Linked DNA regions of Mus musculus: regions 1, 3 and 4 are each linked to region 2. A link is a contact called in public promoter capture Hi-C data. All regions are on one chromosome and are shown on one strand. The core of a region is the stretch at or near the end of the contact, and the rest is flanking DNA. Distances in the headings are between cores, read along the strand shown. Region 1 holds the start of H4c6 (H4 clustered histone 6). Region 2 holds the start of Slc17a1 (solute carrier family 17 (sodium phosphate), member 1). Region 3 overlaps Cmah (cytidine monophospho-N-acetylneuraminic acid hydroxylase). Region 4 overlaps Cmah (cytidine monophospho-N-acetylneuraminic acid hydroxylase).

Region 1 (7,531 bases), core at 3,961-6,460, 320 kb after region 2:
GCTCAATTAAACATCTGTAGAATTCTTACATCATCAGGATAAAAGAAAAGGGGGCCCCAATTTTAAATAAATAAATACATACAAATATATATATATAATATACACACACACACACACACACACACACAAACTTTAATACTTTCAATAATTAAATGGAAATGGCATCCCCAAATTTGGATCAGCTTCCTGAAGGACAGTTAAGGTTGGTTTGTGTTTTTATGTGCTTGTTTTGTTTGCCCAAATTTGTGAAGTCAAACTGCAAACCAAACCTTCCAAAATGGTTTTTCTTTCACGTCCTCAGCCTACTATTGGTCTACTGACCAAATAAGGGAGAACAGATAACCTCAAAACAATGTATGAGGAAGGAATGTGCAGAACTGTCAGTGGTGTTCAATTTCCTTACTAAAACCTAACCACCAGGGTATTAAAAAAGCTTCCACACTTATAGTGGCAATGTGATCAGTGCCTAAAAACTGCGAAGGTGGCTAAGTTTGGAGGAAATAGGAGCGCTTTCAATTTCTCGGAAAACACAATTAAAAATTCTTAGGACGGAATTCCAGAGCTCTGAAGTGAACAAAGGGGCGGGGACAGAGAAAAAACGCCAGCGTCCCAGTACGTAAATGTAAATCTTAATATCACAATCTCTGATTGGTGCAACACCCATGACTGAAAGTACGGCTTGATTGGTTAATTCTCAAAACCACCTTGTGTAGCCGGATTGGAAAACTTAAAACAGAGGCTCCAGCCTGTAGCCACTATTGTGAGAGTAGCTTCCTAGAGAACCCCCCTAATGCCTTATCACGCCTAGGCGACATTAGAAAGGACTTCCCGCCAAACTCTTGGAATATGAACACGTGTGTGGAGCACACACAGAAGCAAAAAACTGCCGGCCAGAAGTCCAGCTAGAGCTGAAAATGATACAATCTATCGCTCAACTAGAGTTTATAGATGCTCCTAAATGTACCCATAACAAAGTGCACAGAATTGATCTGCTTCGGAACACATAGCCAGAGTCAGCGGACATACCATGAGAAAACCAGAAAAAGGCTCAGCTCTTTTGAATGAGGTTGTGGGTGGCTCTGAAAAGAGCCGTTTGAGATTTTCAAAGCAGGACGCACCACTCTACTTCTTGCGAGGGGCAGCCTTCTTTGCCTTGGTGGCCTTCGGCTTAGAAGCTTTAGGCTTGGAAGCCTTAGCCTTGGGAGCCTTGGCCTTGGCTGGACTCTTTGCTGCCTTCTTGGGCTTAGCAGCCTTCACCTTCTTGGGACTCTTGGAAACTTTCTTGGCGCCGGCAGCCGCCGCAGGCTTCTTCGCCTTCTTCGGAGTCTTCTTGGCCGTCTTTTTGGGTGTGGCAGCACCAGTCGCCTTCTTAGGCTTCTTGGCTGCTCCCGCAGGCTTCTTGGCCTTGGCCGCGCCTGCCTTCTTAGCCTTGGGCTTAGCCTCACCGGAAGCCGCCTTCTTGTTGAGTTTGAAGGAGCCGGAGGCGCCGGTGCCCTTGGTCTGCACCAGGGTACCCTTGCTCACCAGGCTCTTCAGCCCGAGCTTGATGCGGCTGTTGTTCTTCTCCACATCGTACCCCGCGGCCGCCAGCGCCTTCTTGAGCGCAGCCAGGGACACGCCGCTGCGCTCCTTGGAGGCGGCCACAGCCTTGGTGATGAGCTCGGACACCGGGGGTCCGGACGCCTTGCGCTTCCCAGCAGCGGCGCCGGTCTTCTTCGCCTTCTTCTTCACAGGTGTCTTCTCCACAGGTGCAGGGGCAGCAGGCGCCGCGGGAGCGGTCTCGGACATGTTCTAAGCTTTACTAGTAAAGCAAAAAGTAAGCACAAACAGTCAGAGAAGGTTGTTCCCAGTGCTGCAGGCTCTGGGTTTATATAGAGAGAAGCTGCGTGGTGATTGGTTCCCTGCGCCGTGCGCCGTGCGCCGCGTTGCCAGAGAAAGGATCTTCAGCTTTGCCTTGTGGCTGTGTTTGTTGCCCCTCAAAAAAGTATAAAAATATAAAAAATATGGGCACGAAATAATTAGGGACTTGGGGGAAACTGATCCGAGAGCCTGTAGGCTACATTCTTGCCTTAATTTGTGCACCTATGTTCAAAATCGGCACCCTGAAACTTCTCTGATTGCCCCAACTCTCTTTCAAACTTGACGAAAATTGGGACAACTTTAAGGTTTTCCTTAAAAATACTACTTCTCTCGCGGTCATTAGCAAACTTTTGTTTCAGGACATGGTTCCTCACATTCTTATCATTTCAGGACTCTATGAAATAACTTGTTTTCACGGAAATACATAGGGAAATTTGAGTTTTTCGAGAAAGCAACAACACAAGCTTCCAGGGCTATCTGCACCAAGCTGTAGGAATTGGCACTAGATGGGAAAGCAGTGCATACCGGGGGAATGATTATTGTAGAAAATATCGATTGGATTTTTTAATGATATTTGAGATACCAGTGTGTAATTCCCCTTCGGTTTTCCTGTTTTAGTGATTTAGCCATTTTCTGGAGACGTGATGAGTCTGTGCCATCCCTATTGTAGATCAAAAGCTGAAAGCACATATTTTTCAGATTTGATAGAGAAATGTACACCAACTATCACATGTACAGAAAAAAGATACCTAGGTCAAGAAGGAACAGAAGTTTAGCAACTGGGAGCTGAAGAACAGTGAGATATAACCTGACTTAGCAACTCACTCCGTGTTTAGAGTACAAAGTTTACAGCTGTGTTATATGCCGTGTTTCAGGACCTGTGTTATGCAGCTGTTTCCCCTTGCCAACACTTATCACAACAGTTTTCTGCATATTTCCAGTTTTAAAATGATTTGAATTTCATTATTAAAAACAAGCAGAATGTGAAAGAAAATCTGTTTTTTAATTTCCATGATAGCTGCTGACCTCATTACATATATTACATATATAATATAGTCTGTCACAAACAAAAGAATTAGCAGGTGGTATCCACCAAAGGACTTAAACATTTCATAGTCAGTTATCATTATGATAACTGCAGCAAGAATAAAGTTTCTGGAAAAGGGATCAACCATGGGACTACAAACTTGAAACCATAAGAAGCTTCACTCATTCCCACTCATGACTGTGGAGGCTAATATCACAAATGTGGTTTTGGTCTTAACTCCAAAATATAATTACATCCTGAAAAACAGCAGATTATTCTCTGTAGTAAGGCTTGTACTATTTTGTAGAGATTAAAAACAGGCGATAAAAATCCCTAAGAGGTGTGAGAACAGTGAAACTTATGGCTTCGTCCTCTTCTCTCAATTTTGTGTTAGATAAGCAAATATACACACATACACACAAATGCACACCATTACTATAGTAACAGGTGAGAGATTACAGCCTCATGAGGTATTCTACAGGGAGACACATTCTTGGGTATTCTAATACCTAGAGACTTTCAAATCTACAGGAAAGGGTGGTTGTATAAAATAAAAATCAACCTGGTTGTGGTGGTCCATGCCTTTAATCCGAGTACCTGGGAGGCAGAAGCAGGTAGATCTCTGAAATTAAGGACTATCTACAGAGCAAGTTCCAGGACAGCTATGGCTACATGAAGAAACCAAGCACTGTTTCAGAAGGAAAATAATAGGGCTAATAAATAGGTAGCAAGAAAAGAAATATATAAAGAGAAGAAGGCAACTTTAGGCTGAAATAATAAGTAACAGGAAAACAATCATAATAGATGGGGAAGAAGACAAATTTAAGACAAATGTGCTCAAAATATCTATAAAAATTAGAGCTATCAATTTTATATCCCTTTCTGTTGACATTACATGAAGATACTGGCAACTTGGAACTCACATCCAAGTACAAAAGAGTATGTATTAAGTTCATTTTCTAAAATGGGAGCCTTTAAATATTTAAAAACCCCCCTCCCACTTCTCTCTCCCCTCTGTAACACCTTTTAACTGTGTGTGGAAGCTAAATAGCATCTTGCATACTTGAGGAGTATTCTAAGTCCTCGATTTTTTAGAAAAGCCCATTCTCCAATGTGCAAATACATCCCCATCTACAGTCTAGATAACTGAAACTGTGCTCAACAAGTTTCAGGGCAAGGTCAATGCAATTGGGATATGGCTGCTTCACTGGGGTACTTACTAGGCAGCAGGAAGGAATATGCTGAGCTGATGTCATGTCACACTTCACAGCCTGAACTTAGTTTCCCTTAAGTGACCTTTGAGTTCCTTGGGTGGGGGAGAGGAATCCACTGTGCTATTTAACCCCACTGTACTCACACTAGTTTTGGCATTCTGGTATGTACAGAGTGAGTGGGGTGAGGACTGGTGATTTTCTGGAAAGAAGCATAGAAAAGTTCTGTGGGGTAATTGGGATAAGCACATCCTGAGTACATGGTAGTTACTTTTGTTTTTTTGTTTTTTTGGGTTTTTTGTTTGTTTGTTTGTTTCTCTACCATTATCATAGAAACGTCTCACACAAGCAATAGCCAAAGCACATCTTCAAGATGGCCTCTCTCTACACAAGGATGGGGCTCAAACCAGTACTACAGAGGCTAAAAAGAAAACGGTGGCTACCGGTCATGAAACACAAAAGTCCTCCCCAGCAACAATAGCGTTTATTAAAAAGATTAGATCTTCAACTCTGAGCAAGTCTCCATCTTTCCAGGCCAGCCTGGTCTACAGAGTGAGTGCCAGGACAGCCAGGGCTACACAGAGAAACCCTGTCTCGAGAAAAAAAAAAAAAAAAAGGGAAGCAGTATATATTCAATCAATACTAGTGCCCTTTGTAGACTTGAAAACAGAGCTATGTGCAAGCCTCTGAGAAATGCAAAGAGCTTCATAAGTGAGATTTAATAATGCTTGCAAAATTTTAGAAGTTACATTTTCGTAAATCTTCCACCTAAAAGATAACCTTACTGTACTATATCCGGTTTTGTAGATAAGTGTATGGATAACAACCTCCTTTTTAAAAATGATGAGTGGCTGGGAGAATTATAAACTATCGGTTGTCAGAACCTACAAGTACGCTCCTGAAGGACACAAACTAGTGACTAAGAACTCCAAGAGAAAAGCGGAAAACTCATATTCCCCTCGCCACAGGGGCTGTGCCTTCCGCCTAGCAATAGGATTCAGCCAGTGAGTTAGAGGGGCGGATACAGAATCACCTTCCCGCCCGCGCCTTTTCAGTCCTCTAAAAGGTCCGCATTCGCCATATATATACCAGCTGTAGAGGGCGCTTAAGGAATTTCAACTCAGTGCTCCATAGCCATGTCTGGTCGTGGTAAGGGAGGAAAAGGCCTGGGCAAAGGCGGCGCTAAGCGCCACCGTAAGGTTCTTCGCGATAACATCCAGGGCATCACCAAGCCCGCCATCCGCCGCCTGGCCCGGCGCGGAGGAGTGAAGCGCATCTCCGGTCTCATCTACGAGGAAACCCGCGGTGTGCTGAAGGTGTTCCTGGAGAACGTGATCCGCGACGCCGTCACCTACACGGAGCACGCCAAGCGCAAGACCGTCACCGCCATGGACGTGGTCTACGCGCTCAAGCGCCAGGGCCGCACCCTCTACGGATTCGGCGGTTAAGCTCACCTGGAGCTTCTTTCTCAAAGGCCCTTTTCAGGGCCACCCACTTTGTCATAAAAAGCTGTTTGCATTTCTCGACTTGTAATTGTTCTGTCCCTAAAGTTCAAAATGGCGGCTGAGACTTTTCAAAAGGTAAATCTAGGCAATGAAAGTGCTTCCCCAGTAGTTTGTAGTAATTATAACACATCAAATCCAGACAAGGTCTACTGCTTTCTCCCAGTGCTTAAGCTGAGTCTTATTCCCTTGAAGGTGCTAAATACAAAGGGCAAAAGATACTTTTGAAGAGATGATGAACAAAATTCTTAGGCCTAAAGAGCTGTTTTAACCTGTGTGCTCTTTCCCCTGTATCCTTGATTACAACCCTAACGTTTCACTTCTGGGCTAAAGCTCAAGGCTGCCAGCTCTTCCTGACAACGTTGCTCCAGAGGGAAAACTCCATTACTAGTTAACAGACTGGTTCATATTTTTTAAGTGGCCTTATTACTTAGCAACTTAGACTTGTTACCCTGCTATGAGCCAGGCTTTCCACATTGAGAAGGATTCGACTACTAAATGGCTTGTTGACTTCCAAATTTACAGCTCCTGCTATACATGAGATCACAACCACTCCCGCAGTCAAAATGATGGGCCCAAAAGCACACTAGTGACCCTATATTCCTAACTTAGCAATATCAAGATTACATGCTTCCTGGCACACATCCTGTTTTTCTCATTCTTCTGTATGCTTTCTGGGTCCTTTTCAAATTATTTTAATGATGAGTTATCTTTTCCCCTGCAGTGTTTTTTAAGCAATTTTAAATAGTTTTCATCTCTTTTGTACAAAAATAAAATTTTCTTAACTGATTATCCTGCATCTAAAAAATAAAACCCAAACTCCTGTGTTTTATCTGACATCTGTCTTGCCTCTATGACCTCATCCATAACCATGAATTATACTCCCAACTAGACTGAACAACACATCTTTTCTTCCAAATGAAATTTCCATCTGTACACGTGTGGTTTGTTCTCATAAGAATGTAATGTCTTTTTCAACCTTCACCTTTCTACCTGAACCAAGTACTGCCAGTGCCAATTATAGAACCTAACACACAGCAATTACTTAGTATGAATAAAATTAAAAGCTATAAAGACAAAATTGACTTTCCTCTAAATATCTGCAACAATTAGATTTGATTAATTATTTGATCAAGAATACCCATATAACAGTTACAAACAAAGCCTTAGCTTTGGAGAAAAGTACCTTTGAAATCTTCTCAGCCTAGTAGATTTTAAACATAATCTGTAAACAATTCACCATCTAAAACTTACTAGAAAGAGCTTGCTTTCAGAAAACCTCAACTTCAGTTCTAAGCAGCAGGCTGACTCTAGACAAATCGCTTGCTTCTCTGTCTGAAGCTTTTCTCTGAGTCCACATTCTAGACATAACATCCACTTTTATGTTTGATACATCAATATTATTATTTATAAATTTTGTACAGTGTAGTGAAACTCAGTTTATTCCCCACAAGCCTAGACAAGGGCACACAGTACAAGAAGAAAATCTGAAAGTATCACTTAGAGTATATACTTAGTTTACTCTGGGTCTGATAAGGCAAACAGGACGGGCAGGCAACTAGTAAGGAGGGAAATGATGGTCCCTGTCATCTATTCTGGGTGTTAGTGTCTGCAGTGTCTGCCACCTATGTTTTTGAACTTGGTAAGCCATTTCACACATTACTATGATGTATCCTGCATAAAATCAATGGTACTGTTTAAGATTTATTTAGTATAATGACAAGCATTAGTTTACAATGGCACCTAACTCAAAAGCAAGTGGCAAAAAGGCTCTCAGGCAAGTCTTGAATTTGTTTGTTGCTTTGCATGTTTCAGGAGGCAGCTGGTGTTTTGTTTTGTTTTGTTTTGTTTTGTTTTGTTTTGTTTTGTTTTTTTCATTTTTCATTTTTTATTTTTTATTTTAATGCATGCAGCCAAAACAGCACATAATT
Region 2 (7,095 bases), core at 1,418-3,917:
ATAATGGGACAGGCATGGGACAAAACTACAAAGATTAAAATTCTAATAGAGAAAAAGTGACATGAACCCACAATGGTTTGGAGTTCAGCTGAACAAATATTGGGTTTTAAACTATGAATTTTAAATACAAATATTTAAACACTGATAGTTGCATCATAGTTATGGAATGTCAGAAAAACCTTAAGCATCATGTGAAAACTTTAGTGTCTTTCCTGAAATTTTCTGCTTATGTTTCTGTAGAACACATCTCCCTCATGCCATCAGTGGTATTGTGTTGAAGAAGTGGACTCCTGGATAGTGGGATAGCGTTACCTTTCTTGGGGAGGCACTGGTTCTCCATTTGAGATTTATCTTCTTGTTGCTGGGCTTGGTCTCCATCCACTGTGGGTGTAAAACACACTGGTCAACACAATTCAGGAAGCAACTGAACTAGGACCCAGGACCCCTCTCTGACTGAAAACTGGGATCAAAGGAGGACTTACCAGATAGATGCAGTGACATTTCACCTCCACTGAGGGCCTTAGTTAACATTGCATTTTCACGATATTTTTGTTGTTGCTCATTTAAAATATATAGAAAACCTGATAACTATAGAAAACAAGCAGCCCTGACAACCCAAGGATTTTTTTTTTGTTTAATCTAATGAAAAATACTTTATTAAAGAAATAAAAATTGAGGACATTGACTGCCAGTAGGCTTACCCAGCAAGACAAATTGACAGTAAGCTATCAGGCAGAGAGAGGCTGCGGTGGTTAGAAATTTACATGTACATAGCAGCCAAATATTGGGAAAGGAGTAAATATGAGTAAAACTCATTTTCTGTACCTTAAGAGAGGTGAAATATGACTGTCTTCTTATTAGTGCCACCCTCTCTGGAGACAGACCATTCTCCACAGCCCCATGTGAACCTGTCTGTAGTCTCAGTTTCTGGAAAGAGACTCACTGCAGCCAAGCCTGCATCTGCTGGGGGAGGCTGGTGATGAAGATAACTTAGAATTCAATTCCCTCATAAGCCATGAGCATAGACTTTGGGATCTGACTTTACAGTTCACATGACCCTCACATGTCCCCCAGACACCTATGATTTGTGTATTTGAAACATTCTAGAATGAATAGAGCATCAACCACGAGCTCTACTCTAATCAAGCTCTAATCAAGCATTTACACCTTGGAGCCTCTTTTGAGCTCCTGTTTACACAACTAACTCACAACACAGGGATAATACACATACACAGAGAGAGAGAAAGTACTAAACACATACTATATACAGAACACAATACACAGATACTAGACAGAGCAAGAAAGAGAAGTACTACACACATACTATATATAGAACAGAATACCTGGACACTATACACACACATACACACACACACACACACACACACACACACACACACACACACACACACACACACAGACACACACAGACACACACACAGAAAGAGAGATAAATACTACACACATACTATATAGAGAACACAATACACAGATACTACACACACACATCTACACATATACACTACACACAGAAACACTATACACATATTATGCATACAACCACAGTACCAAAATGCTTTACATAGATATTATACACAGAGAAACATTAGCATTACATACACATAAAAATACACCTATGCTAGACATACACACAAGCACTACACACGTACTACATACATAGAGAAACACTATACAATCCTATACATACAATGCAGAACACAAATCTACACACTGAGAAACATTATGCACACATAAACAATATACATATACAAATGGAAAGAAATTATATACACACAAACACTATACACAGAGAGAAAAATAACACATATGATATTTGTACAATACATGAATACTACACATACGCACAGAAACACTAAATACATACTGCATACAGACAGAAAACCACATATATACTATACATGCAATACAGTGTACATATATGCTATCCAAACAAATACAATATGTACTTTATCACACACATAACTTTACTACACACAAATTATATGCACAAGAACACATTACATACATATCACACATAAATACTATGCATAAACTCAGTATATGCATACTATACACACAAATATATGACACACATGCCACACATGCACATGCTACATATACATATACAACACACACAAATACTACAACACCACCTATCTCATGCAACAGAAACATCTCCACACACAAAGCAAACCTACATCTACCTCTATAATCTACATGTGCACAAAGTGCACAGACCACACATGGTACCCACTTGCAGCCCAGCATACCACACAGGCCATACACACTACCCTTCTCCTCTGCCAGTGTTCCCCACAGCAGTCACAGACAACTCATCACACAGCCCACCCCGTTTCTTTCTTTATGTCCTTGCAAGTAACCCACACTTCACACTCATTCCTTAAAAATGTTCTTTTTCCCTTTCCCTGAGAGAAGCCTCAAAAGATAAACAAATTCTTCTATTTTTTTTTTTTTTTTGCTCACATTGATAATTACCTTGGGAAATTCTCTACCAGGGAAGGACCCCAAAAGCCCTCTGGAGAATTAGACTTTCATTTCATTTGGCACACAATAAGAGTCACACCGACCTGATTAAGACAGAACGGCCCTTCCTTCTTCCAGGAAGACTTTTAGCTCGACTTTAGTGTGGAATTTTTCCTACTTGCTGGTAAACTCTATACCAAATTCTTTGACCTCATCATGCCAAGGGTAATGCTTAATGTTTAACTTTACACTTGCCCCAGCCTTGCATCTTCTGAGGAGAAGCTGGAGTCTTGGGATCTCCTGGACTAGAACCTTCTGGGAACCAAATGGCCATTCCAAGATCCTGTAAACTGATCCCATACCCTCCAGCTGAGGCAGGATGGAGAATGCCTTTCAGAAGTGTTCCTAGGATGTCTCAGTTGAGGAGGCCTTTGGAATTCCATGGATTGTCACTGAAACACTAGGCTTTAGGCATGTCCTATTGACTTTATTATCTTTCCCCTCCTCCATTCCATCCCTTCCTTCCTTTTCTTCCTCCTGCCTTCTCTATCCCTCTACCCTCGCCTCCCTCTCTTCTTCCCTCCCTCTCCTCCCTCCCTCCCTCTCTCTCATTGCCTCTCTCCCCCCTTCAACCCTTCTCTTTCCCTTCTTCCTCCTTTGCTCCATCTCCCTTTCCCCTCCTGTACCTTCCAACTCCCCTACTCCTCAGCGATCATACCTCTTTGAACTTTGATGTGTTGAGAAAGCTGCACCTTTTCTTATGGCCTGTCCCTCAAAGCTGTGATATGTTCTGAGGCTTCTGGTTCAGCTTCTGGCTCTTCCAAACCTTTCAGCCCTGAAGAAACTCTTTTGAATTGAATTGTAATCTACTGATCAGTTAGGAACTTCTAAGCCTTGAGCCAGATGATTTCCACTGTTGATGATTCGCTAATATCCTTTAAGCATTTTAATTTTATTATGCCTTTTCAATACATGTCGATAGTTGACAGTTAGCAGATGCTCCAGGGACTTGAAACCCATTTCCCCCCTAAATAAATGTTGAGGTCAGAGGTGGTGAGGGCCTGTGAGGCAACTCTGTACTTGAGGCTGAGACAAGAGGATCACGAGCTTGAGGCCAGTCTGGGCTACACAACATGTGTGAGGTAAGCCTGAGATACTTGATAAGACAGTGTATCAGAGAAGGCAGGGAAGGGAGAGAAGGCAGGGAAGGGGAGGGGTGGGAAAGAAAACTTGAAGATTGAAAACCTTTGCCAAGGAGCTTTGTTCTGTTACTCAGATGGAGTGGTGATTATTAGGTGTGTTGATCATCTGTGTACCCCAGGAAGTCCGCACTATCTGCTCACTTAGCCAGCAATTTCTCGTAACTTCTGGAAAATTTTTTTTTTTTTAATGATTGAAAGCTCCAAGTTAGTAGTTGTTCAATGTCCACCTTGTGAATAAACAACGCTCCCCCGTGGCATCAATGTCCTAAGTTCTAGGGACAAATTACATAAGAAGGGCTCATCTTTCTGTTTGCTGGCTCTATTGTCTATTGCATCATGACGTTCTGAAGTTGCTTCATCTGGATTCCATGTTTTACTGGTTAAATTTTTACTTTACTGGTTTATCATGGAAAGTTTTCAGACATACAAAAGAAATAGAACAGTCTAGTGTAACTACTGACCTAGTACCTACCTTCAACTACTACTAGCATTTGAATTTCCCTTTTCAAGAGTTGTTTCTACAGTATTCTAAACCAATTATTGGACATTATATATTTCTTCTACAAAAAAAAAAAAACTCATCGTGGAAACTTAATTCATCAGAGAAATTTAAAAGTATAATTAATGACAGGTTATTTCTCCACTGCCACCAATTTAAGCCAGAATAGTTATATTAAAGGCAGGTTTATTGGGAAGCTGCTCTCAGCGAGTTCACTGGCCCCAAGGACCAAAGCTGGGAAAATTGCCATGGGGAAAAGAGCGAGTGGCGGGGGAGGAGAGAAAGAACATGCAGACAAAGAGAGAAGAAAGAGAGACCAAAATGTCTGGGTTATATAGGGAAGAGCCTCTGCGGGAACGGCAGCCCATCTCTGGGCTGGAAAGTTCCAGGATGGGGTAGGAACTGAGGGATTCTGGGAGAACCCGGAGGCCAGGTCTGCTTTTGTGTATAAAATACACTTCTCAGTCCCTTGTCCCTGGGTCCGAAACCAAACAGTTAACATGCTACAAACACTAGGAAATAAACAGTAACCCTATACATCTCCTCAACTGCTTCAAAGTTGTCTTCTTTATTCTTGTTTGATTTTTTTTTTTTTTTTTGAGACAGACTCTAAAGTAGCCCAGACTGGCTTGGAAGACACGAGGTAGGCAAGGATAGGTTCGAATTCCCATTCCTCCTGCTTCTACTTACCAAGTGCAGGGATTTCAGATATGCGCCACTGTACCAGGTTAGATGCCGTGTCTGCCATGCTGGGCTTTGCACATGATGTTCAAACGCTCTATTAGCTGAGCCACACCCTCAGCCAGCATGTCATTATTTCTTTTTAAAAATTGTACCTGATGAGTATGTATGTGTGCCTGCGTATATGAGTGGGGCCTCTCAGAGTTCAGACGGTGCTAGATTCCCTGGTGTGGTGGTTGTGAGCTGCTTGGCCTGGGTGCTGGGAATTGAACTTGGGGTCTCGGAAAGAGCAGGAAGCATCCTTAGTCCCTAGACCGTCTCTCCAGCTCCCGAATGTCATTATTTCATTATTTCGGGACTGTCCCTTGAGAAACTTACTATGGTAATGAGATAGAGTTTTGGTTTACCCTTAAGCAAGTCCCTCCCACTACTGTAGTCTGTAATTTAGGCTCTCCGCCAACCTGCCTTCAGCGACTGGATAACAGCTTACATCATCCTATGCTGCTACCAGGTATGGCCTGTAAATAGGACCAGGCCACTGCAGATCTCTCTCTCTCTCTCTCTCTCTCTCATCCTCTCTCTCATTCTCTCTTATCCTCTCTCTCATTCTCTCTATCTTGTTCGTTCTCTTCTGGTCTCTCTGGCTGCTTGTCTCTAGCTCTCATGTCTTTACTCCGAGCTGGTTTTTCTTTCTCCTTCCTCCAATAAACCTCTTGCACTAGTTGCCTGGTGTAATCTCTTTAGCAGCACACCTTGGCAAGGGCCCAACAAAGGTGCTTCCCCACTCCCACCCCACAAACGTTATCCTAACATTACTACGATGTGTGTGTGTGTGTGTGTGTGTGTGTGTGTCTTTCTCTCTCCTGGTGTCTAGCCACACCGAACCCTACTAGTCCTCTCCACCTTCAACAACAAAAAGTGGATACTTTCTGGTCCACCAATCTTTGGATCCAATCCATCACTGGCAGTTGGTAAGTTGTTCAATGTTTCTCTGAGTCTTTGGTGGAGGCGCCTGCCTCAGACCAATTTCCTTGGTGAGGCTTCATTTTTTTTCTGAGTACGGTTTTCCCCCTCTGGCTCTTAGACCCTGGCCCTTGCACAGTGAAGGTGACGACTCGCTGGGCAGCTTGTGCCTTCTCTGTTCAGCCTTCCCCAAGTCCTTGGGATGCCTTAGAACTTCGGGTTTGGAACCTCTCTGTAGTTCACCTGTGGGAACTGTGTCATTCATCTCCTCACTCTCTTCGGGATGTCTTTCTTTGGAGAACCTCGGACCACCCTTTTCCAGTCGAATCTGACCTCAATACCCAGCCACCTGAGCAATTGGGAAATGGGAAAAAAAAATTCCCCCTTTCCTTATTTCCTTTTTCCTCATTCCTAGCCCTTTTTGGGTCTGGTCTCCCTCCCTACCCTGCATAAACTGCTATGTCTGTAAGTTTGTTGCAAAGTGCAACTTGAAGCTGGTCAGGAGTGGAAAAACCGAAGGAGCAGACCAAACACAGTCCACTCAGCACACTTGTCTCTCCCTTACCCCCACGCCCCGCACGCAGCCTCTGCTCTGAACCAAGCTGCTAATCTAACCCTGCCGAGGTGTATTCATGCATTTGTGAATTTGATTCCAAATTCTAGAGTCCAGTTCTTCAGCTGTTGCTTCTCTCTAGCTCTGTGTCCTCCATGGCTCTGGCTTCCAGCCTGCCGACCCATGTAGATGGCTTCCTTTCCTTCTCCCTCTCTTCTGGCTTTCTGCGGCCAGGCTTTGGGCCCACTAGGGACCCACCCATCTCCAGCCTGCTGTCCAGAACACTCTGAGCTTCCTCTAGGAGCTTACAGGACTGCTCTCCCTTCCGGGCTCCCCCACCCCACCCCCATCGCTATACCAACACACAGAGTTCAGCTTGGCCTCCTCCCCTCACCACTGGCTCTTCCTCCCTGGAGGAAGCTAGATTTCCAAATTCTCACAAATCTTTAACTGCTGCTGTCCCAAACAAATGAATTCCAAATCCTTGCATCTGAACTTGCTCTGCTCTACACTCTCAAAGGCTCTTTTTTTCTAAAGTTCTACTTCCCCTGCTCTTAAAAATCCTTTATCTCTAGAATTTCTTTGCACTCTGCTCTCAAAAACAAATAGCTAAAGATTATGCTGTAAAACCTTATCTCAGGATTTGTAAGTTGCTCATTGGATATGGTTAAAAATTCTGTATCATCGCTAACAAAATTTGGCTTTAAGCTTAT
Region 3 (7,564 bases), core at 386-2,885, 470 kb before region 2:
AAGCCCATATGCCCCTTATCACTTGAGTCTCTCCCCGGCTGCTTCTCTCAGCCTGTCTTCAAGGTGCACTTCTCCTGGCACATGCTCATGCTCCATCTGGACTCATGGAGGCCTCCTTCTCCCTCTGTCCTATTCTCCTTGTTCTTCCCCCGGTCTCTCCTGAGACCTCTCACTCAATCCTCAAGTCCTGCATTTTTCTCTCTCTACTGCCCAATCACAGGCTCTAGCTTTTTATCAGCTTTAAATTGGGGAGAAAGGTTTGTCTCACATCCACAACAAAGGCTGGTGTATGTGAGAATGCACTTGTCTGGACAGCAACCAGATCTTGTGTTCAGACTCCATCTTAGACAATCTGACTTAAAGTTGAACTCTCTAGCACCAGTTTCCAGGTCACTCCCCAACAAGCCTGGACCTCCAGGTTACAAGCTGCCCCTGTCACTTCACTTCCTAAGAACCCCCAATCAGGAGGAAAGCAGAAATTAAGTTTATAGTTTGACTCCCAGCACCAGCCAATTATTTTAAAGGGCAACAAAATTCCATAATAGCCCCCAGTCAGCTGTGTGAGTAGTAGAAACTTTAAGGGTTCTTTGGCAAGTCAGTTGTGTTGGATGGTGTTTTGCTGGGGCAAACAAGTGATGGAGTGTTTTCCTGAAGTGAACACAGGTGAAAGACTGAGGCACACTCACGACGGAACATTTCACTGAAGCTGACCCAGGAGAAAGGGTATTCTGCTAAAGCAAGAACATGAAAGAGCACATGATAAAAGATTCTTTGCTAACAACACATATGTATTAGTTTGCCTTACATTGCATAGTTGAGCTGCATTTGTCAAGACTCCACAAACTCATGCTGATTAGATACACGTGCTGAGGTAAGACCTGCAGAGGGCACATGATGCCTGGAGGGTATAAATAGGACTCGATGGACAGTGAAGAAGACAGAGCTTGGTTTGCTTATAGAGCTCGCTGTTCAATGCTTGTGGGTCTTGTATCTTTGCTGATCTTAACTTCCCCAAGAAAGGCACAGCAGAGAACTTCTGGTGTCCCTCATGGTCCCTCCTGCTGACTTGAGCTGAGGCTGAGGCCTGGCTGTCTCTGCTAAGTAGTACCACTGTTGCTGATTCATGTTTGCTATCACGACTCAAATGAAACTGTGCTGCTGGCATATCTGTGAAATGTTTTCGAGTGGATCGAGCTGCCGTTGCTAACCTGGAAGCTGCTGATAGGAGTTGCCCTAAGGAACCTTTCTAAACAGGTCCATACTCCCAACCCCCATCCTTTCTTTCCCACTACCTCTGGTGGGTGGTGGGCTAAAGGGGATGTTAAAGTGTTTAAGAACCATTATTAAAAATAAGGTTTGAAAAACTTAAAGTTACATGTGTGCCAGGCTAGAAACCCCCTCAATTGCTTGCCATTTCCTATAAAACCTTGTCCTGGTGAGAGCTTGAGGCTTCACCCTCCATTTCTGCTGTGTCAGAGACAGCTGTGTGGCTCAAGCTTGAGACCCTACTGGGATTGCATCAGAATTGACTCCTTGGTGGCCTTTTAGGATTCACAAGTCAGGCACAACACTGAAATAGGTATCTAGTCTTCCATTTGTGACTCCCTTTCATTGAGTATTTGGTTTGTTTCCAGGAGAGTTCCCAGTGCTATTGGCAGTCCTGTTAGAACCATAAACACTGACCAGATAACAAGGGCAACAATCCAAGGGAGAGCAAAGCTAAAGTTCCCACAGAAAATAAAGTCAGGATGCTGATTGATTCATATTAAATTCTAGCTTAATTGCTTAAAAATGGTTTTATATGGCTGGAGAGAGCACTTAGTAGTTAACTGTGTATTCTGCTCTTGCAGAAGACTGGGTGGAGTTCAGTTCCCAGCATTCAGGTTGGGAGCTTACTGTCACCTGTCATTCTGGATCCAGGGGAGCCCAATAATGAGCCTCCTTGGGCATATGCGTATACCCCACACAGATATACGTATATGCATAAGTAAAAATAAAATAAGCCTTTAAAAATACCCTTTACAAAAGCACTTTTTATGGATACTAATGAGAGATGGCCCAGTGGTTAAGATGCTATTATGTCATGAGGACCAGAATTTAGATTCCAGCACCCACATCTGGCAGCTCACAAATGCCTATACCTCTAGCTCCAAGGGATTTGATGCTCCAAAGGTATCTGAACATACAAGTATACATATACTCCCCCATATACGTAAATAACAACAACAACAAAATAATGTACTACACACAGAGAACGGAGAAACCACCATCGCAAACAGCTCTAAGTCTCCATTGAATTTTATCATATTTTAACATCTTTGTTTCAGACACAGGAATTTTTTTCTATTGCCTTTTATCTCCCTCCCTGACCCCTTTCTCTTTCCTTTGGTTTCTCAGTGTAGCCTTGGCTTTCCTAGGACTCACTCTGCAGACCAGGCTGGACTTGAACTCACAGAGATCTGCCTCTGCCTCCTGAGTGCTGGGATTAAAGGCATGCACCACCATGGCCCAGCTCTAATGCTTTTTCTAAAGAGTTTGCAGATACAGTGTGGACTTCATATATTTTTCAGTCTGGAAAGGTTGTTGCAATCTTATCAATTACTTTACATTGTGATATCCCTTTGATTTTCTATATAAATAATCATATTTATGCAAATCAGACAGTATTTTCTCTCTTACAGCTGTCTGACAATAATGCTTATTTGCAGTTTTAGGAATTGAGACTATGACCTTGCTCTTGATAAACAAGTTCTCTGCCACTAAGGTGCAACCCCTGTCCTGGTGTACACTCTATGCTGGGAGCTCTTCAGCACTTCTGACTTCTTTACCCAATCTCATTCAGGTGCCATCTGATGGTGCATCTGTGCCCTGAGGATTGGCTCAGCAACATCACACAAACAACACAAAAGGAGGAGAGGTTAACACTCCATGAACATTGACAGATGGGAACTCAGGAAGTGGAAAAAGGCTTCACCCTTCCTTTTCTCGCAAATGGTTCTGGCAGGCAGGTTCAAGGCTTCTGAGAGAAGACATTTTCTCTCCCCCTTTGGGGCCCCACTGTTGATTGCTGGCATGCTTGCCTTGTTTCTGACGTGTTTCAGTAGGAACACGTCTACTCTTGGATGGAGAACAGTATTAGGAAACTCACAGCCAGTGTGTATCTGGATTCTAAGTAATTCATCTTTGTTGTCAGCTTGACTGACCTTAGAATACCCTGGGAGACTTACTTCTGGGAACATTTGTGAGAGCTTGTCCAAAGATTACAGAGACAAGAAGACCCGCCCTGCATGTGAATGACTCCACCCCATGAGCTAAAATTGAAGAGGAGGAAGGAAACTAAGCAGAAGTCCACCCAACTCTCTGCTTCCTGATCTGCCCAGATGTGGGCACACAGTTGTATCAAGCTCTACATGGCACCCTCACCAAAGACAATTCTGCCATTTTGCCTTTCCTGCTACTATAAACCTCAAACCTGGAACCAAAATAAACCCTTGTGCTGTTGAGTTGTTAATCACAGAGGCGAAAAAATAACTAATACACTTCCCAAAAGACAGCCACTGCTGATGAACAAGGGGCCATTCTCTACATCAGCCTTTCCCCCTTAAATACAAAGGGGTACTAGTGGCTGAGGTGGCTAGCGTGACTCCCCTCTTTAAAGAATGATCAGATGACCCATATGTCAAGAACAGAGGTCAGCTGAGTCCTTAGTACAGAACCATTGCCACCTAGTGGCAGCCCAGATTATAATGGGACTCTTGTACCACAGAAAGGGGAGTGTTTCTTCCTCATCAAAATTAATTCTAGTCCAAATTTGGATCTGCTCTCAGAGTTGGGACGTATCACACAACACCACTATCCTGTGTTGCTTCCTCACCATTGTCAACTCAATGGATCTACAGTCATCTAGGAAACAAACTGAGGTGTGTGTGTGTGTGTGTGTGTGTGTGTGTGTAAGCATTCTCAGAGAGGTTTAACTGCAAGGAAAGATTTACGTTGAACTTGGGTTGTACTCTCATGGGCTGAGATTCTGGAGAGAGTAAAAGTGATTTGAGTACCACCATCCCCCTCCCCCCACTCTTTTTCTCTCTTGCTACCATGCCTTCACCATCATGATGGACTATACCCTCAAAGGATGAACGAACCCCAATAAGCCCTTCCTTAAGTTTCCTCTGTCAGATATTTTGTCACGGTGACACCATGGTAATACAATCTTCGTGGTAGTCCATGGATTTTTGCTTCACAGCACATCCTTGTGGAGTGCACTGGTTTTTATCAGCACTGTTTTGAGGCAGGGTTCACTTTGATGCAGGGCTCACATAGTTTAGGTTGGCCTCCAACTTGCTATGTAGCCAAGAATCACTTTGAACTCTCAATTCTCCTTCTTCTCCCAACTGCTAGGACCACAGGTGTGTGCCACGACAGCTTCTCCCAACTGCTAGGACTGCAGGTGTGTGCCACGACAGCTTCTCCCAACTGCTAGGACCACAGGTGTGTGCCACGACAGCTTCTCCCAACTACTAGGACTACAGGTGTGTGCCAAGACAGCTTCTCCCAACTGCTAGGACCACAGGTGTGTGCCACGACACCTGCTCAATCTCACTGGATTGACCCATGTCCTAGAAAACAAGGGGATCCCAGGTAACAGGCTAGGAATGGGCTAACCAAAACTCAAGTTTTAAATGTACCAGTTAGGGTATAATAGTCTAGAAGAATATGCTCTCACAGACAGCCACTAGTAAACGTATATGACAGGCAATGTATGATGTCATTCCTCCTGCCAGTCTGGCTTTCTAGAGGAGGATAATTCTGCTCATTCTCTTATCTAACAGTTGCAGGATTCTTCATCTCCTTCCATGATGCTGAGTTCTGCTGGTTGGAGGCCAGGAGTGCCAACAACAACTATTGGGTTTCCTCCTACTACTGAAGTGAAGGGCACAGAAAGACAATGACAAGTCGCCGGGATGACAGATTCAGATTACTAAAGGGAAATCAGGTTGCTAGTACATAGTAGTGCTTAGAAAGTCTATGCTGAAACTCAAAGACAACTTGTGCTATTAAAGAATTCATGTGTTCACCTATAAAGAAGTCCAGAAATACACAATGGAGACAAAATAAACAGCATCTTCAACAAATGGTGCTAGTTAACCTGGGCAGCCGCATCTAGAAGATCCAAATAGATCCATACCTGTCACCTCACACAAAACTCAACTCCAAATGGATCAAAGGCTTCAACATAAAATCAAATACACTGAACCTGATAGAAGAGAAAGTGGGAAATAGCCCTGAACTCTTTGGCACAGAAAAAGACTTTCTGAACAGAACACTATTAACATGGTCACTAAGATCCACAATTAATTAATTGGACCTTGTGAAACTGAAAAGATTCTGCATGTCAAAGGACAGCATTATTCAGACAAAGTGGCAGCCTACAAAATGGAAAATGTTTTACCAACTACACATTTAATAGAGGGCTACTATTCAAAATATAGGGAAAAAAATCTAAAAAAAAAAATCCTAGGTATCAAGGAAACAAATACCTCAGTTAAAAAGTGGTACACAGAAGTGGGAGAGAGGACAGCATAGATCATATAATGAATTCCTTATATGTGAAGTTTTCCACAAAACAAAAAAGAGACAGTCAAACAACCTTGCCTATCAATGCAGCATTACATTACATTTTGTTTAAATTTAAAAAGTTTATGTATGTTTATGATACAGACGAGAAAACCCTGAGAATATGTCTTCTCACTTCTAATTGATTAGAATCTCTGAAAATGTAACCAGCATAATGTTCAATTGTAGACACTAAAAGACAAGTAAAATGTGAGAAATGCAATATTGATTAATAAAGAAAAAGAAAGAAAAAAGTGGTATACAGATCTAAACAATAACAACAACAAAAAAATCTCGAAAGAGGAAACTCAAATGATTGAGAAACATTTAAATGTTTAACATCCTTCACCATCAGGGAAATGTAAACCAAAAGTCCTTTAAGCTTTCATTTTACCTCTGTCTGACTGGCTAAGACAAGTGATAGCTCATGCTGGCAAGGATGTAGAACAAGGGTAACTCTCTTCTATTGCTGATGAGAGTGCAGACATGTATAGCCACCATGAAAATCAGTGTGGCAGTTCCTCGGGAAGGTGGGATTGATCTACCTCAAGATACAGCTATACCATTCTTTGACATATACCCAAAGGATGCTTCATCCATTCACAAAGGCACTTGCTCAACTATATTCGTGTCTGCTTTATTTATTCATAATAGCCAAAAATTGAAAACAACCTAAATATCCTCCCTTGACAGTAGTGGATAAAAAAAAGTTATACATTTATATAATTGAATATTAATCAACCATTAAATAAAATAAAATCATGAAATTGCAGATAAATGGATAGAATTAGAAAAAATAATTTTAAGTGAGGTATCCCATATCCAGAACAACAAATATGGTATGTATGTGGATATTAGTTGCTAAGTCAATAGTAACCAAGCTACAATCTGTAGAACCACAGAGGTTAAGTATGAGATAAGGGACTGAGGGGAGAGAGTAGATCCCCCTAAAAAAGTGAATTAGAATATTTAGTTATGGATAGATGGGGGGGCTGAAATAGGAGGGTCAAATGGAGAGGAGGAAGGAACAGGGGGACAAAGAGGGAATATAGAAAGAGACAGCTAAAATTAAGGACATTTTAGGGGTAATATGGGAACCTAATACAGTAGAAGTTTCCTAAAACATACACATGTATGAAGATAATCTAAAAGATATTACCAAATTATGAGGTAAGGTAGCCCCAATTGGACAGCTATTGTCTCCAAATGAACCTTCTGGTACTAGGATTGGGTTACATCGAATTGATTTGTTGGCAATGGGGTTCCATGGGCATCCCTAAACAATTCAATCTGTTGCCAAGACTATAGGTGGCTCTCCACAATCTGATGACAAGGTCCCATTGCTGAAAACATCTACACAACTCATTGAACACAGAGACGTTGAACTGGTGCCTATGTAGAGTCTTCACCTTGATGTGTTAGTGTCTTTGATACAGAGAAGTACCCTGCATATTGTCAAAAAAGAAACATAAACATCAACCCAGTCACAAACTCTTTTATCAACAATGGTGTCGCCGACAAGATATGCTAGTGTGTTAGAAGCACAGAGTATATGGGAATGAACAACCAGTATCTGATTAGACTGAAAGCCCACTGCAAAAGGTGGAATCCACAACTTGAGTGACCAAGAACTTGAAACCAAATAGCCCAGAGAGTCAGAGTATTTGGGTAAGATCAAATACTACTGTTCTTACAAAAAAATAAAAAAAAATAAAAAAAATTTAAAAAAAATGTAGCAGTGAAATGACTCCTAATGACATTATGCTAAACTCAGAGATCAGTGCCTTGTTCAGCCATTATCAGAGAAGCTTCCTCCTGCAGCAGAGGGAAACAAATACAGAGGCCCACAGACAAATACTACGCAGAGAGTTAGAGACCTTGGAACACTAAGCCTTTCATGCGATGTCTCCATCCAATCTCTTCCCATGGGGCTCATGGAATCCTGCTGAGG
Region 4 (7,209 bases), core at 4,562-7,061, 500 kb before region 2:
TCTATAGTGTGGTTCTTCCTACTTCCTACCTAATCACAGGCTCGCCCAGAGGCTAACCTAGTCTAAATAATTTCTTGAATCAGATGTGACTTGAGGCCAGTCTCCTTGGTACTGTAGACCCTGTCAGACTGACAGAATTAGCCATAACACTTACTGTATGAACCTCTCCTCTTTTTAAAAAAAATTGGCTATTTTATTTGTTTACATTTCAAATGTTATCCCCTTTCCTGGTTTCCCCTCTGCAAACCCCCTATCCCATCCCCCCTTACCCTGTTTCTAGGAGGATGCTTTCCCACCACCCACCCACTCCCGCCTCACTGCCCTAGCATTCCTCTACACTGGGGCATCAAGCCTTCTCAGGACCAAGGGCCTTCCCTCCCATTGATGCCAGGTAAGACCCCTTCAGCTCATTTAGTCTTTCCTCTAATTCTTCTATTGGGGTCCCTGTGCTCAGTCCAATGGGTGGCTACAAGCATCAACATCTGTATTGGTCAGGTTCTGGCAGAGCCTCTCGGGAGACAGCTATATCAGGCTCCTGTCAGCAAGCACTTCTTGGCATCAGCAATAGTGTCTGGGTTTGGTGTCTGTATGTGAGATGGATCCCCAGGTGGGGCAGTCTCTGGATGGCCTTTCCTTCAGTCTCTGCTCCACACTTTGTCACTGTATTTCCTTTAGACAGGAGAAATTCTGGGTTAAATTTTTGGAGATGGGTGGGTGGCCCCATCCCTCAACCAGGGGTGCCATGCCTAACCTCTGGATGTGGTCTCGACAGGTTCTCCCTCTCCTTTGTGGAGTATTTCAGCTAATGTCTTCCTTGTGGGTCCTGGGAGGCTCTTGCTTTCCTGGCATCTGTGACTTTCTGGTTTCTACCCCAGTTCCCCATCCCTCATTGCCACACACCTTTGTTCAATTTCCTGACCCTTTGTACATTTCCTCCTATACCTAATTCTGCCCTTCTTTTTCCTCTCCCCTTCCTTTCCTCCTCCCACCCTGTACTTCCCTTGACTATATTGTTCCTCCTTCTAAGTAGGACTGAAGCATCCATTCTTTGGTCTTCCTCTTGAGCTTCATGTGGTCTGTGAGTTGTTTCATGGGTATTCCACACTCTTTGCCTAATACCCACTTAACAGTGAGTGCATACCATGTGTGTTCTTTTGTGAATCAGTTACCTCACTCAGGATGATATTTTCTAGATCCATCCATTTGCCTGTGAATTTCATGAGTCATTGTTTTAACAGCTGAGTAGTACTCCATTGTGTAAATGAACCACATTTTCTGATTTTTCTGTAACCATTCTTCTGTTGAGGGACATATGGGTTGTTTCATATGCTATGAACATAGTGAAGCATGTGCCCTTATTACATGTTGGAGCATCTTCTGGGTATATGCTCAGGAGTAGTGTAGCTGGGTCCTCAGGTAGTACTATGTTCAATTTTCTGAGGAACTGCTGAATTAAGAGATATTAAGGAATAGTGATTGTTGCTTCCTGTTATTTTTGTTGATAGAGGTCAAATTATGTTTGTGTGGTTATCTTCTTTTGGGTTTGTTGAAAGAAGATTACTTTTTCTAGGGTATAGTTTCCCTCCTTGTGTTAGAGTTTACCATTTATTATCCTTTGTAGGGCTGGATTTGTGGAGAAATATCATGTAAATTTGGTTTTGTCATGGAATATCTTGGTTTCTCCATCTATGGTAACTGAGAGTTTTGCTGGGTATAGTAACCTGAGCTGGCATTTGTGTTCTCTTGGGGTATGTATGACATCTTCCCAGGATCTTCTGGCTTTCATAGTCTCTGGTGAAAAGTCTGGTGTAATTCTAATAGGTCTGCCTTTATATGTTACTTGACCTTTTTCCCTTACTGCTTTTAATATTCTTTGTTTTGTGCATTTCGTGTTTTGACAGTTATGTGATGGGAGGAATTTCTTTTCTGGTCCAATCTATTTGGAGTTTTGAAAGCTTCTTCTATGTTTATTGGCATCTCTTTTGTTAGGTTAGGGAAGCTTTCTTCTATAATTTTGTTGAAGATGTTAACTGGCCCTTTAAGTTGGGAATATCCAATCTCTTCTATACCCATTATTCTTGCATTTGGTCTTCTTATTGTGTCCTGAATTTCGTGGATGTTTTGGGTTAGGAGCTTTTTGCATTTTCTTTGACTGTTGTGCCAATGTTTTCTATGGTATTTCCTGCCCCTGAGATTCTCTCTTCTATCTCTTATATTCTGTTGGTGGTGCTTGCATCTATGACTACTGATCTCTTTCCTAGGTTTTCTATCTCCAGGGTTGTCTCCCTTTCTTTATTGCTTCTATTTCCATTTTTTATATCCTGGATGGTTTTATTCAATTCCTTCACCTGTTTGGTTGTGTTTTCCTGTAATTCTTTAAGGGGTATTTGTGTTTCCTCTCTAAGGGCTTCTACCTATTTACCTGTGTTCTCCTGTATTTCTTTAAGGGAGTTATTTATGTCCTTCTTAATGTCCTATATCATCATCATGAGATGTGATTTTAAGTCGGAGACTTGTTTTTCTGATGTGTTGCGGTATCCAGGCTTGCTGTGGTAGGAGAAGTGGGTTCTGATGATGCCTAGTAGCCTTGGTTTCTGTTGCTTATTTTCTTGCATTTGCCTCTCACCATCTGGTTATTTGTGGTGTTAACTGGTCTTGCTGTCTCTGACTGTGGCTTGCCCCTCCTTCAAGCCTGTGTGTCAGTACTCCTGGGAGACCAGTTCTCTCTGGGGGGAATTTGGGTACGGAAAGCTGTGACATAGGGTCAAGTCTGGGGAACAGACAAAAACTGGAAGAATCCTGTCCCTGGCTGCTCCTCTGTTTCTGTGTCCTGAGGACTCTGGGGAGGTCCCTCTTGGGCCAGGAATTTAAGCAGAAGTGGTGGTCTCACCTGTCCTCTTAGGAGCTGTGCACTCCTTGGAGACCAGCTCTCTACCAGTGGGATTTAGTTACTAAATGCTGTGGCACAGGGTCAGCTCCAGGTACAGATCAGAACCTCTCCTCTTTAAGCCCCAGTCTCCATATCTGTAACAGGAAAATAGTGCCACCTACGTAGGTTGTTGAGGTTGAAGTTATGACATGGAGCATCCACTACCATATTTATCTGGCACTCAGTATGGATAATCAGCAGCAGACTCACAATTCTTAGATACTTGCTTTGGATTTCTTCAAAGTCTTTCCTGCTATTTTTTATTTTTGATTAAAATACTACATCATCTCTCCACCCCTCTCTTTCTCCCAACTGACCCCTTTCATACCCTCTCTCTTCTACTCCTTCTCAGATTCATGGTCTCTTTTTCTTTACTTATTATTGCTACATACATATAAGTGTACAAATATATAAACACAACTTGCTGGGTCTATTTAGCGTTGCTTGTGTGAACATGATTTCAGGGCTAACCACTTGTTATTGTATAGTTAGTTAGGTGGTTCATCTCTGGAGGAGATTAATTCTTCCTCTCTCGGTAGTTTTTAAATTGTTTGTAGTTGTATAGGGCAGAGACCCTGTGAGGTTTCTACCTTCATATTAGTATATATATTAGTGTTGTCATTGTTTGGCAGCCATTTTGTTGAGGTGTCAAAGCTGTAGCATCTAAGTGACAGAAGCTCGCAGCATACATTTCTAGCTTTTAAAATCTTTCCACCCTCTCTTGTAAGATGTTCCCTAAGCCTTGAATGGAGGAGTTCTGTTATCCATATTCATACTTCTGTCTCTCCATATGATAATAGCTCAAGCACAGTATTGCTGGGCTCCTAGTTGACATATAATCAATACGTAGAAAGAACAATTGTTGTGGCCACAATCACCCTTCTATCACTAGGCTGGTTACATATTAGTTGCATCCTAAATGCTTCCTATGTTATAAAAAGGAGCCTATACCATTGCATGGCCTCTCACATTGGCTAAATTGAGGGAGGAATGACTTTCTGGCCAGAACAACCTATATTAAGCCATGGATTGAAAAAAGCAATGAGGGTTCTGTGATGGTGAGTCTTCACTGTCTACTCGAATGGGTCTAGAATCATCTAGGAGACGGAGGCATAATTCTGTTTGTCTGTGAAAGAGTTTGAGACAGGATTTACTGAAGAGGAAAGAGTCACCCTGAACAAGGGTGGCACCATCTGCACAAGCTTTGGACTTGTGTGGTATATTAGTTAGCGTTCGCTATGGGAGCAGGATTTATAGAATGAAAATATGTATTATGGAAATATAAAAATATAAATTGTGATGGTTTGTATATGCTTGGCCCGGGAAGTGTCAGTATTAAGAGATCTGGCCTTGTTGGAGTAGGTGTGTCATATGTTACTGTGGGTATGGGCTTAAAACCCTCACTTTAGCTGTTTGGAAGTCTGTATTCTGCTAGCAGCCTTCAGATGAAGACATAGAACTCTCAGCTCTTCCTGCACCATGCCTGCCTAGATGCTGCCATGCTCCTACCTTGATGATAATGGAGTGAACCTCTGAACCTGTAAGCCAGCTCCAATTAAATGTTGTCCTTTATAAGATTTGCCTTGGTCACAGTGTCTGTCCACAGCAGTAAAGCCCTAACTAAGACATAAATATATATGTATTTACATATAGGGGGTATGATACATATTATATAGAGAGTTTATTAGAATGATTTACAGGCTGTAATCCAGCTGGTTCAATGATGGCTGACTACCTATAAAAGGTCCAAGAATCTAGTAGTTGTTCACTCCACAGGCTGGATGTCTCACTTGTCTTCATTATATGCTAGAGTCCTGAAGAAGTAGTCTCTAATACCAGTAAGGAATGGACTTGCTAGGGAGATCAAGAACAAACATGTAAGAAGAGTAAACTTCCTTCTTCCATGTTCTTTATATAGGCTGCCAACAGAAGTCATGGCCCTGATTAGAGGTGGGTGCGCCCCCCCCCCCATCTTAAAAGATCTGGATAAAGGACATGTCTTCCCAGTGGTATGTAATAGTGCACTCCTGTAATCCCAGCACTCAGAAGGCAGATGGATCTCTGAGTTCAAGGCTGGCCTAGTCTACAAAGCAAGTTCTAGTACCTACATAGTGAAACCCTATCTCAAAAACAAACAAAAAGAAGTGGATCTTCCCACTTCAAAAGCAAAACATTCCTCACAAGTATGCCTATGCGTTTTGGGGGGTTAGTTAATTCCAGGTGTAATCAAGTTAACAACCAAGAATAGCCATCCCAGGTGGAAAAGGAGAAGAAAAGGAAACGTGAGCAATGAATGAATGAATAAAAAAGGAAAGGACATATCTGCTCCTAGGTATAGTGGAGGAGAAGGTTTATTGTAGGTAAAAGGGAGCGCATAGGCAGAGGGAGAGTCCAGAGTGAACATGGCCCTACAGAGCGGGGCCATGTAAGGAGAGACAGGGAGGGAGAACAAGAGAGGAGCTGCCGACCAAGAGCATGGCCTGGGCCAAGACACCGGCCAAGAGATGAGGAGGGTAAAGGGTAGATAGAAAGTGCCAGGAAACAAAAATAGTTGGATTATATAGAAAAGTTCATCTGGGGACAGGGCAGCCCTGCCCCTGGGCTGAAGAAGTTTAGAGCAGAGTGCAGGGTATGCCAGGCAGAAGGATCCCGTAGCATGTAGGGACTGAGGAAGGCTGGGAGAACCTGGTGCCAGGTCTACTTTGATAAGTTAAATAGGCAGCTCAGCCACTTATTAGGTTAGAGACCTAATGAGCACAAGCATTCATCTTGTTGTAGGGATGACACCTCCACAAGGTGAATAAGCACCTCGATAGCACTGAGAATGGAAGTGAGACGTCACCAGTGAACAAAAGCAAGGACAGTTAGCAGGTTGTTAAATAACATTTTGTTATTTCTTCCAGGGCATTCTGTTCCAGGTAGCAAGTGGAGTTGTGCTTGGCGAATAGGCAGTACAGGTGATGTAATAAGTCCATCAATAAATCAGTATCTAATAATCAGGGTTTGTGTATTTCAGTCTACTTCGATCTGTTTTTTTTGTTTCCTCGCCCAGCCCCAGCTTTGATCTGCATCTACCTTCATGACAATACATTATTTCTTCAAGTTGTGAGCGCCAATAAGCCCTTCTTTCCTTGGCCAGCTTCTTGTCAGGTATTTGGACATAACAGAAGAAAAGTAGCAAAGACCAGGCCTTTATAGTAAAGACTGACTATAAACTGGGTCGCCTGTTCTCTACTCTAGCTTCCAGGAAGAAAACTGAGTGAAAGTTCTGTCTTCTAAAACCAGGGGGTTTTTTTGTTTGTTTTTTGTTTAATTTTCCTATAATTTTGTAAATTGTCTTCCTTTTTTTTTTTAAATCTTTTTGTTATCTTTTGCTTTTTCTTGGGGCCCAGAGTGTGAAAGCTTAAATGTGAGGGTCTAAGAAGGTATTTTAAGGTGTATAGATATAAAAAAAAATTAGAACTTGTTCAAATTTCTTCCCTTTCTATGCTACTGGTATTCTAAGACTTCAAAAGTTCATAGTTTTAACATTAATCAGTGGAGTTCTGATAAGCTATTAATCTAGTCCTGGGAAAATACTACTAATATTATCACAGTCACAAGCTCGAGATTTTAAATATACTTTGGTTGTCTCCTAAATATAGACTTTTAAAAAATTCTCATTGTGCAAAAAATAAAATAAAAAATCTCTCTATATCCAATCTATATGCCAGGCCTTTAAAAAGAGTGTTAATGCTTTTAATCTAAAATCATGTTTGCATCCCTAAGCTTTTACTTGGACTCAAAGACATGAGTCTACTGCTTTTTATACAGTGCAGATTTCAGTACAGATTGTAAACAGTAGTAATGCTAATATATCTTAAACTTTTGTCTCTTTTCATAAATTTGAAAAATTATTGTATGCTTCAGGGAGTGAGCAGGTCCTCTGACAGGTCAAAGGGGCTCCAGAGAAGTACCCCTGTCAACCAATAGCCTATTTCCCCACCTCCCTATTCCTGAATGTAGGATCTTTCCCCTGGTCTTGGGACTACCCTCCCCCAACTATCGGCTTTCAAGTGTACACCCAAGATAAAATTTTCCCCTACACGGCTTCACTTTACCTTCTGTCTCTGGTCTATCTGTCCCAGCAGATGTCAAATCAACTGCAGACTGCTCCAGCAAGTTTCCAGCTCCCAGTGTCCCCTCAAAATCTGCATCCCAGACACCTTCAAAGTGACTAGTCTCACCCATCCCACCTCACACACTACTCCAACCTGACAACATCTTTCTAGCCCCAGTTG

Evidence for each region. Promoter capture Hi-C pulls out the DNA fragments that hold promoters and counts their contacts.
Region 1: a promoter capture Hi-C map of liver shows a contact between it and region 2, with 3 times the contacts expected there. The contact joins the promoter of H4c6 here to the promoter of Slc17a1 in region 2. A contact is called at or near these places in 2 of 39 promoter capture datasets (the HPC-7 cell line and liver) and 1 of 115 datasets of contacts at active chromatin or transcription factors (microglia).
Region 3: a contact with region 2 is called in a promoter capture Hi-C map of liver, with 3 times the contacts expected there. The contact joins the enhancer-like site here to the promoter of Slc17a1 in region 2. A contact is called at or near these places in 19 of 39 promoter capture datasets (the 3T3-L1 cell line, 3T3-L1-derived adipocytes, the C10 cell line and 11 more) and 1 of 115 datasets of contacts at active chromatin or transcription factors (embryonic stem cells).
Region 4: a promoter capture Hi-C map of liver shows a contact between it and region 2, with 2.6 times the contacts expected there. The contact joins the enhancer-like site here to the promoter of Slc17a1 in region 2. A contact is called at or near these places in 6 of 39 promoter capture datasets (cranial neural crest, embryonic stem cells, liver and 1 more) and 1 of 115 datasets of contacts at active chromatin or transcription factors (embryonic stem cells).

What each region holds. Positions count from the first base shown.
Region 1 is chr13:23,549,347-23,556,877 of GRCm38.p6, reverse strand. H4c6 (H4 clustered histone 6) reads left to right here and starts at 5,210. Exons shown (of 1, transcript NM_175655.3): 1 at 5,210-5,592. The coding sequence starts at 5,235. The coding sequence ends at 5,546. It overlaps H1f3 (H1.3 linker histone, cluster member), which reads right to left and starts at 1,846. Exons shown (of 1, transcript NM_145713.4): 1 at 1,071-1,846. The coding sequence starts at 1,788. The coding sequence ends at 1,123.
Region 2 is chr13:23,865,845-23,872,939 of GRCm38.p6, reverse strand. It overlaps Slc17a1 (solute carrier family 17 (sodium phosphate), member 1), which reads right to left and starts at 2,667. Exons shown (of 13, transcript NM_001170638.1): 1 at 2,589-2,667; 2 at 313-381. The coding sequence starts at 340.
Region 3 is chr13:24,334,217-24,341,780 of GRCm38.p6, reverse strand. All of the region lies in intron 1 of Cmah (cytidine monophospho-N-acetylneuraminic acid hydroxylase), which reads right to left. Gm11342 (predicted gene 11342) reads left to right here. Exons shown (of 4, transcript NR_167750.1): 3 at 4,399-4,529; 4 at 4,830-5,082. Among named protein-coding and RNA genes, the nearest start is that of Cmah, 11 kb to the right of the region's middle. Within about 2 kb of position 1,635, at least 7 of the 459 cell types and tissues checked have an H3K27ac peak or open chromatin away from gene starts, as enhancers often do. A contact at or near this core is called in liver, where this site is marked.
Region 4 is chr13:24,364,058-24,371,266 of GRCm38.p6, reverse strand. All of the region lies in intron 1 of Cmah (cytidine monophospho-N-acetylneuraminic acid hydroxylase), which reads right to left. The region is part of intron 2 of Gm11342 (predicted gene 11342); the gene reads left to right. Among named protein-coding and RNA genes, the nearest start is that of Gm11342, 8.3 kb to the left of the region's middle. Within about 2 kb of position 5,811, at least 3 of the 459 cell types and tissues checked have an H3K27ac peak or open chromatin away from gene starts, as enhancers often do. A contact at or near this core is called in liver, where this site is marked.